2 separate regions of the Rattus norvegicus genome follow, and region 1 is linked to region 2. The links are chromatin contacts, called in public Hi-C maps. All regions are on one chromosome and are shown on one strand. Each heading gives the region's core, a stretch centred on a gene start, on an enhancer-like site or on the middle of the called end of the contact. The rest is flanking DNA. Distances are from core to core; before and after follow the strand shown.

Region 1 (4,524 bases), core at 131-2,630, 39 kb after region 2:
GAGGCTTTCCTCTCTCCCTCGGATCAGCAATTTGTATGGGACAGAGATAGGAGCTCAAAGTGAGACCTAAACTCTATCTCCTCCCCAACGACCTTTGTACTGGAGATACGTCCATGGTATCGGTGAAAACTCAGCCACACCTTCATTTCAAGGGGCTGTCAACCAAAAGCCATCAGTTGACTCAGACATTCTACCAGGTCTGTGCTCAAGCACCATTTCTGTTTTTACCAAACACAATACACAAAGAGAATTATACACTTAAAAATCCCAAGAATAAAAATGGCTCCAAATGTAAGATTTCCCAAGAAGTTTCAAGGTGACTGTTAGAAATGAGCCGGAGGTTGGGGAATGAATGAGTCATTGGTGGCTGTAAACAAACACGCCGCCACCCCGATGCAGGAGCGCCCTCTGGTGCCTTAACGCTGCCAGCTCGCACAAGGTCCTGTAGCTAATGTCAACAAAACAACCTTCCCTTTGGGGTGAAGGCCTTGGGCAATGGCACCCAAGCCAGAGCAGAACAAACAGCCATTAAAGTCAGGGACACACCAAGATAAAAACCGAGTGCCCTCCACCCCCCCCCCCAGCCCCAGTCACCAGGAGGCACCCTCATCTGCACCTTGAATCTAAGCCCTGGGGCTCCATCACGCATCATCTAATCAGGACTTTTGGTGTTTTGTACAGCTTGTGGTAGTTTTGTTTTTTTCGAGTGAGTCTCATGTCAAGGGGACTTTAACGTCCCTAGAAGGCGGGGGCCGTAAACTACCCTTCCATACTTTCTGCTCACCACAAATAAATAACCGAGAATCGAAGTTTTATGTTGCCTAGGTGCTTGGCTGAGCTCGAGGCCATCAGCTCCTATAGTAAACGTCATAAGTGGTTTCCATTTGTTGGACCGAGCGCTCTACACACAGGGACTGCAGAAGACCCATGTGAGATCTAAGAGAAAGGTTGGGCAAGGGTCAGTGACTTGCTCAAGGCCAATTAGCCAGGGCAATGGCCTAGCTGGTGAGCATGCCGGTGCTGCAACGTGTGCTCATGCATGTATGTGTGCTGCCCCTTGACCCCCGGCACGACATACCAGGACCCTCCCTTCTGGGCTGTCAGAGTTGGGACACTTGGAGTAGCGGCCGCGGCGGGGCTGAGGTGGCCGCGGGGTCCTCGGTGGTTATCTGTGCAACAGCTGCAGGTCCCCTCGATGGTTCGCGTACCCCCTCGCCCGCCCATACCTTCTTGTGGTAGAGCCTGGCAGGAGCCGACAACTCCCGGGCGGGCAGGCGCGGGCTCCGGAGCAGCAGCGCGGACGCCGCCCGCCTCAGACGGCCCGCTCCAGCCGCCGCCATCTTGCCGGCTTGCACCTGCGTCGACCTCTGCGACGCCGAAGGGAGGGCGCGCTTGTATGACGTCACCGCTGCTTGGCGCTTGCGCTCTCCGCTCCAAGCGCGTGCACGCGTTTCGGCCGGTCTCTTTGGTCACGCCTCCGGAAGGGGCGTGGACGCGGCGCAGAGCGGGAAGGTCTGAAGCTGCGGTCACGTTTGTCTGGTGCTGCGATGGGCGTGGGGCCGCCCAGAAGTGGGAAGCCGGGCCTGACTTGCCCGAGGATGCTCAGACTCAGGCTTATTTGGGATTCGAGCTTGCATGAGTCTCTGTTCAGGTTCAGGCTTTTTTTTTTCTAATTCAAAGGCAGCCGTTTCATCTACGGAGCAAATAACATGTCAAGTGTACACTAGGTGTCACTAAAAAAAAAAAATTCCTGGGAGTCCCGAGGAAAGCAATTCCTGTCTCGTTAACCTTGCTGATGAAGGAGAAAGGCAGTGCAGAGGAAAACAGCAGTGTTCTTTTTTTTTTTTTCTACCTCAACAACGAGGAGTATAAAAGAAACAAACACCATACCTCCTCGACATGTACATGTTTGTTTTACAATCCACTGCATCCCGAGACGATACTTACTGTAATGTGTTAGCATTGGCTATATAGTCACAAAATCGATGCGTCTAACACCTGTTAGATACTAGGTGCTAGAAAGGGGAGGGAGCTTTATACTGAGAGATAGGCTTTTCTCGTGAATGGTGCATTGTATCGCGGAGGAACTGGAATTTTGTCCGCACCTGAGGGCCGGTTGCTGCGAAACAACAACGCACTGGAGCGGGCTGAGCCTTGCAGAAATCCTTTAGTCCAAAAAAAAAAAAAAAAAAAAAAAAAAAAAAAAATGACTTTGACCTTCCTAAGATGGCGTCTGGACCTTAACTATGGCCATCACGCACACACAACTGCCGGTATGGCTGCCACTTCCGGTCCCAAGACCCAAAAGCTGTCCAAGGTCGTAGCCCGACGCAGGTTATGCTAGTGAGCCTTTCTTCCTGACAGTGGCGTCCAGAGACGCCTAAGGATAATATCAGTGGTGGAGTCTTCACGGCTTCCTCCGCCCTGAGGCCCTTCGTGCCACTTCCGCTGGCGCCGAGCGGAGTTTTGGTCAGGCAGACGCCACGGACAGCCTAATGTTCGCCGGGCTTCGGCGGGCGAGGGAGGACCCGAGAATCGCGGGCTGCGCAAGATGGCGACGGCGACTGCATCCTCGGCGTCCGAGCCGGAGGTTGAGCCCCAGGCCCGGCCTGAGGCTGAGGGAGAGGAGGATGAGGCGAAGCCGGCGGGTGTGGGCAGGAAGGTGCTGTCCAGCGCGGAGACAGCCAAAGCCAAGGGCCCTGAGCGGGAGGTGCACCAGGAAGGTGTGAGCGAGAGCGATGGGGATGAGGAGGACGCCGCCATGGCTTCCTCCGCCGAGAGCTCCGCCGGGGAGGACGAGTGGGAGTACGACGAGGAGGAGGAGAAGAACCAGTTGGAGATCGAGCGGCTGGAGGAGCAGGTGGGCCGGGGTGGGCGGCGGGTTCTCTTCCCTCGGGTCCCCAGGCCCGGCCCGCCCCCTCGGTCCTCCGTGGTTATGGAGACCGCTGAGGTCTCCAGGGCGCTGTCAGCCACCGTGGGTCCCCGGTTCCCGAGCTCAGTGGGTGCCCAGAACTTCCGTAAAGTATTCCATTGGATCCTCTTCATGGTTGGGGAAGTAGTGTTAATCCGGTTTCACTGGGAAACTGAGGCTCCTGCCCAAGGTGACACTCAGCTGAAAGTGTTTATCTTTTCAGGCTGAACCCAATCAGGGCTCTTATCCTTTTTGTATTTTTAAACTTGTGTTTGTATGCATGCCCGGACGCGGTTGTCTCATAACCATGTGGGTTCCGGGGATTGAACTCTGGTCATCAGGTGTGGCGGCAAACGACTTTACCTGCTGATCCATCTCTCCAGCCCGGGACTGCCACTCTTAACCAGATAAGGTTTAGCCGTCTGACAGTCGGAGGAGAACTTATTTTCCTTTAGGGATAGTAATAATGGTCAAATGTGGTGTAGAACGGAAAATAGACCGCGACTGTAGTAGAAGCGCAGAGGTTGAGGCTTTTGATCTGAAGCCCGTTTTTTTTTTTTTTTTTTTGTTTTGTTTTGTTTGTTTTTTTGTTTTTTGTTTTGGTGGGGGCGGGGTTTGAGGCAGGATTTCAGTATGTAGCTTTGGCTGACTTGGAAGTCGTTATGTAGACCGGGTTGGCCTGGAGCTCACAGAGGTCTGCCTCCCTCTGTCGTCCCTGCTAGGCAGGAGCCACTAACTCCCTCTTATCTTATGTGTATGAGTGTTTTGCCTGCATGAGTGTGTGAGCTGAGACCAGAAGAAAGCATCAGGTCTCCAGGACCTGTAATTACCAGACTGTTGTCAGCCGCTCTGGGGTTGCTGGGACTCAAACCTGGGTTTTCTGGAAGAGCAACCAGTGGTCCTCATCGCTGAGCCAGAATCCTTCTGGGATTGTGTAATAGCTCTTCTACTCATGTGTCCTCAAGTTTTTTTTTTGTTGTTGTTGTTGTTGTTGTTTTTTGTTTTTTGTTTTCTTAACAGCTTCTGATGTAAATTAGGAGCAACAGCTCCTGTAAAATGGGATTATCATAATTATGATAACCCATGACACCTGCCTAGTGAAGTTGCCGTAGTTGCCCGGTCCCTAGCAGTAAAATGGTCCCTGATCTGTCATTGGCGATAGCTCCTTTACAATCCAGTGTGCTAGCAGGGGTAGGTGATAAAGTCAAGTTAGAGTAATTTGAGCAAAGATGCATGAATAGTCACTGTTTATAAATGTGGGCAGGGGAACCAGGGATGCAAGTTTTGTTCCCGTAGCCAGTCACAGCAGGACTCGGTGTCTATCTTAGGTCTGAAGGGGTGAAGGGAGCCTTATGTTACTTGGAAAGCCTTAAATTCATGGAGGTAGCACCTGAGACCTGATACTGTCTCCCCCCACCCCCCATGCTTCTGCTAGTGCCTCCTGTTGGGCAAACCCAGCTGTAAACCATTGTGCCAGAAGACCAAAATCTAGTGCACCCCAGTTGTTCATGGGACAAGGAGAAGATATGGAGGAGTGGGACCAAAAAGATGAAGCCTGTTCTCGTGAGGAAACGAGGCTCAGCAAATGGTAGGATCTGACTCGGCTGAATTCA
Region 2 (4,979 bases), core at 299-2,798:
CGTGGTTGTCTGGCCTTGGCTCTGGCCTCTGTGTGTCACAGAGGCACAACTTCAGGTGATATCCCCTGAGAGTTCAGCAGTCCCCATGGAGACCAAATACAACGGTTCATGAGTGTGACCCACTCAGCTCTTCTTTTTTAAAAAACTTTAGTTTATTTTTTATATATACTTTAAGTTTATTTACTTACTTTATATCCCAATATCAGTGCCGTCTCTTCCCGTAGTGCCCCCTCATATAACTTCTCCCCCTGTTCCACCTTCCCCTTCTCTTTTGTTTGTCTGTTTGTTTGTTTTATATAAGTACATACTGTAGCTGTCTTCAGACACCAGAAGAGGGCATCAGATTCCATTACAGATAGTTGTGAGCCACCATGTGGTTGCTGGGAATTGAACTCAGGACCTCTGGAAGAGCAGTCAGTGCTCTTAACAGCTGAGCCCCCTCTCCAGTCCCCCTTTCTCTTTTGAGTGGGTGTTACCTCCCCCACTAACACACGAAGGACCCCACCCCCCAACCCACCCCTGCACATCAAGTCACTGTGGAACTAGACACATCCTCTCCTTCTGAAGCCAGGCAAGGCAGTTATTTAGGGGAGAGGGAGCCATAGGCAGGCCACAAGCTCAGAGGGACCCTCATGAAGGTGAACCTGCTCATCGGCTACCTATGGGCAGGGGGTCTGCTCAACTTTTCAATGGAAGCTTCTGAGGCCCCAACCCTGCCCCCTGTTCATTTTCAGACACACATCTGGTCCAGGTGGTTAAAGGAAGGCCCCGTGCTCCTCCCTCTGAGTCCCCATTCCTCAAGCCTCCTGCTCCTTGATGCACAGCATTCTGCCTCAGGACCTTTGCACATGCCGTTTCTGATGCCTGCTACATATGGGCCTCTGCACGGCTGACACCTTTGAACTTTTTTTTTTTCCGGAGCTGGGGACCGAACCCAGGGCCTTGCGCTCGCTAGGCAAGCGCTCTACCACTGAGCTAAATCCCCAACCCCTATCTTTGAACTTTTTAAGTCTCAGCCTGAACTCTACCTGCTCAGATAAGGCCATTCTAGCCACCAGGGTTGACCCCAGCAGCCTCTGTCCCTCTTGCAGGCGCTGTGGATTTGTTCTATGGGACGGCTTAGTTCATACTCCTTATCTATCTCTCTATCTCTCTATCTGTCTGTCTGTCTATCTATCTATCTATCTATCTATCTATCTATCTATCTATCTATCTATCTATCACAGTAGGAATACAGAAACAGAAAACACCTATGGATCCATAGGAAGGGAAGCTTTGAGAAAAACGGCTGAGTGGAAACGGGACCCTTGAAAGTCTCCAAGTCAGAGTAACTGCCTTAAATCCTGACTCCGATGCTTACTTGAAGTGTGGGTAACACCATCTCTAGGTCTCACTTGCTCTCCTTTGAGGTAGAGAGGGGGATCACTTGGCACTGATCTGTGCCCATCCCCCAGCTGTGAAGCAGGCCAGACCGTCGAGGGGGCACCATGGGGGCCTCACATCTCTCTCGGGCCGTCTGCCTCTGTGGTTTTAGGGAGCCAGACCCCGCCCTGCTGAGCGCTCTGTCTTTTGGCCTAAAATTAGCTCACAAATTCTTTGGCTGCCCGGCCTTAGCTTCTAAGTGACAATTCAAACCAGATGTTTGCAGCTGCTGGGCCCCGTACCCCCAACCCCGGCTGACCCACACTGCTAGCCCAGGCTCAGGCTCAATAGGTTAGACCCAAGCTTGAGGATCTGTCTGTTGCTTTACCTGCCCGGGTCCTGGGTCTGGGTGGGAAATGGGAGGGCTGTGGGCACAGCTGTCCAAGAATAGGACATTTCTCTAAAGATACAGGGGTGAGGGGCTCGATGAGCATTTAAGGAGAGTGTGGGGTGCCTGAGGCTTCCCCTGCCTTGCGGGGGCCCTGCTGGGTGCTACAACCCTGCTTCTGGGACCTTCACCTTAGTTCCCTGAGAAGCCTCTATCACTGTGACAGTTCCTCATCCAAATGGCAAGAGCTCACAGCTTTCCCACAGGGACCTTGTTGGACAGCAGAGGGGACAGCCCTGGTTGGTCGGCCGCTCAATGCGAGGTGTCCCTGCCAAGCCACAGACCTTCAGGGCAGGTAGTGTGCTCTTGGTGACACCAGCTGCTTCCTTGATCCCACCCTGAGAGCCTGGCTCCACTTGGTAGGTGGTCTGGATGTCCTGGAAGGCTCCCCCTGTACAGCTGCCCCTGGGTAACACTTGACCCAGAGGTGGAAGGCAGGGGGCTCAGCTGAGTCAGAACTATGTGGTCAGGAACCCAGGCAAGGACCAGAGGCCTGTATAGCCATCAGGGGTTGGTGTAGAGCCATTACTCTGCCCGGAGATGGGACTCTGAATATCCCTTTCTCTAGGTCTTTGAGAGGAAGGAATTGTGGTTATACAGAGGCTTGATGGAAGAAAGAAGTGACCATATTTTACATACACACATGGTTGATGTGGAGGAGACCAAGTCCCTTTAAATGTCCCGAGAGCTCCATGACACCAGGTGACCACAGTTACCAGGATCTCTGTATCACTCTCCTTCCTGGACCATTTCTCAGGACATCTCCTGGACTCTCTGGTCACCTCTGGCTGTCTTTGCTTTACCCCTACACTGTCGCCAGCCCAGTACCACTGAGACACCATCAGGGCATCTTTCAAATGAGGTCCACAACCTCTGACTAGAATGTAGGTTCTACACGGACAAACTTGTCTGTGTGGCACTTGGAAAATAACCAGAACATATCATGAGGTGGGCAGGGAAGGATAGGGAAGGAAAGGGAAGGGAAGGGTAGTGTGGACAGATGAGATGGGTATAGCGAGGAGAAATAGAGGAGAGAGACATCCTGTGACCGGGAGCTTCACATCCCTCCCCTCACTATTAGACCTACAGGGTCTGCATTTCCCATGGTGCTGACCGGGGTGTCGGGGTGTGTGTGTGGAACAGGGAGGTTGGTGACTAGTCTGAAAAAACCCAACAGGAGTCTGGTAAACGGGAAGTGTGGCCACCAGCTGCACTTTGGCCACCCCCGTGGCCCCCAGTGAGTCTCATAAAGTGTTTCCTTCCACGGCAAGAATGTAAATGTTTACAAGCCAGCCACAGCTGGCTGGCCACTCGGCCACAGGAAGTTCTGAGACCCCAGTCCTTGGGCTGTATGTGTAATCCCCAGGCGGAGGGATGTGGGTTCTTAAGAGCTTTGAACTGAGTCATAATCTGGCTAGGCCACGCAGATCTCCAGTACACGATTGTACCTTTCCCCGATGCGTGAGACCCAGACCTAAAGGCCCCATTATCAGAATCACCCTGTTCCTTGAGCCCCTTGCCAGCCAGAAATCCCCCAAAGGTTATTCTACCAACTCTAAACCAACAACTGAGTCTGCCCTTTATCCTAGAACCACACGGACTGTGTTCTCTTGCTGTGTGTGTGTGGAGAGTTCAGTCTGTCCTTGTTGTTGTCCAGCTATGGGCTACCACATGCATGAGGGGCAAACTTTTTGTCATTAGCTCGTGTGTGTGTGTGTGTGTGTGTGTGTGTGTGTGTGTGTATACATTTATTTATGTTTGTTTGTTTGTTTGTTTGTTTGTTTATGAGAGATGCTGTCACATAGCCCAGGCTGGTCTTGAATTTTCACTGTTTTTTTTTTTTCTTTTTCCAGCTGGGGACTGAACCCAGGGCCTTGCGCTTGCTAGGCAAGTGCTCTACCACTGAGCTAAATCCCCAACCCCTGGTCTTGAACTCACTATGTACTCCAGGATGTCTTCGAACTCCTGATCCTTTTGCTTCCATATTATATGTGATTATAGACATGTGCCACCACACCCGCTTTCTGCATCACTGTGGATGAACCCTGACCCTTGTGGGTAAGTGCTCAGATCCTTGAGCTCTAGTGTTCTATTTAGCTCTGTGAACTGGACACGGTCTATCCCCTGAGAAGAATCAGGGATTGTCTTGTTGATTGATATAGAGGAGCCCAGCCCACTGTGGGCAGCACCATTCCCTAGGCTGTGTGAGAAATCCAGTTAAGCACCGGCCTGAAAACAAGCCAGCAAGCCATGTTCCTGCTTGAGTTCCTACCCTGGCTTCCTTCCCCTCAAGATGGCCACAAAAAAAACAATCAATGTATCTCCAGCTTGTCATAGCTGGTCTTGATGTCACCTTGATTAGACTGACAAATGTCTAAGGAGGCAGGTGAAACTCCACCTCTTATTGGCTCTGAGGTCATCTCCAGAGGCCATTAGATCCCAAGGGATGAGCTCGTGGGTGAGCTGGGAGTAGATGACAGGTCGAGCTTTTGGGATGGTGAGACACTTGGTGTCTTCAAGGCTCTATCTTGTCCCATTCTGTGTTCCTGTTCACTTCCTGTCTGGGAGGTAAACAGTTTGTCATTGCCACAAACTCCATCTACCCCGACAATCTGCACTGAAGCTTTGGAGATCATGAGGCAGAACAAAAACTCTCCCCTCTTAAGTTGTTCTGTCAGGTGGTCACGTCGAGATGAAAATTTACTAATAGGAACCACACGTGTGCAGAATTTCCTGCCGAGGGCCGGGATGCTTCCAGTTCAGGGTCTGCTGTGTAGAAATCTGCCCCCGACACTTGTCTTTGTGTGGGTGTGTCTTCATTCCCTCGGGCACATACGTAGGCGGGGGGTACAGATCGCTGCCTCATGGGCCAAGTTTGCAATCCGCTTTAGGAACTAAGACCCTTGTCCACCGCACCTAGCTGTTTCTCTCTCTCACCAGCACGCGATGGAAAAATAGCAGATCGCAGGATGCCCAGAGGTCAAAAGCCACCGTGGTTCAAAGGGAGAGACTGAGACAGAGCCTGGCTGTAATGTGCTCTGGTTTCCAAGCTGGAGGAACATGTAGGTGGTCGATAAACAGATGAGCAACGAATGAATGTAGGTTGCTTTCTGATGAGAAAACTGAGATCCAGGGTGGTTGCATAGCAACCCCAGAGCTCTGGTCCGGT

The links. Hi-C and Micro-C count contacts between places; a contact is called where the count stands out from the background.
Region 1: a contact with region 2 is called in a Hi-C map of the A7r5 cell line, with 5 times the contacts expected there. The contact joins the promoter of Iscu here to the enhancer-like site in region 2. A contact is called at or near these places in 9 of 12 Hi-C or Micro-C datasets (the A7r5 cell line, the Rat2 cell line, Schwann cells and 5 more).

What each region holds. Positions count from the first base shown.
Region 1 is chr12:48,517,316-48,521,839 of GRCr8, forward strand. It overlaps Iscu (iron-sulfur cluster assembly enzyme), which reads right to left and starts at 1,381. Exons shown (of 5, transcript NM_001105936.1): 1 at 1,227-1,381. The coding sequence starts at 1,340. Sart3 (spliceosome associated factor 3, U4/U6 recycling protein) reads left to right here and starts at 2,538. Exons shown (of 19, transcript NM_001107156.1): 1 at 2,538-2,860. The coding sequence starts at 2,552.
Region 2 is chr12:48,478,638-48,483,616 of GRCr8, forward strand. It overlaps LOC108352466 (a long non-coding RNA gene), which reads right to left. Exons shown (of 3, transcript XR_001840714.3): 3 at 3,865-4,979. Among named protein-coding and RNA genes, the nearest start is that of Tmem119, 8.0 kb to the right of the region's middle. Within about 2 kb of position 1,549, at least 5 of the 93 cell types and tissues checked have an H3K27ac peak or open chromatin away from gene starts, as enhancers often do. A contact at or near this core is called in the A7r5 cell line, where this site is marked.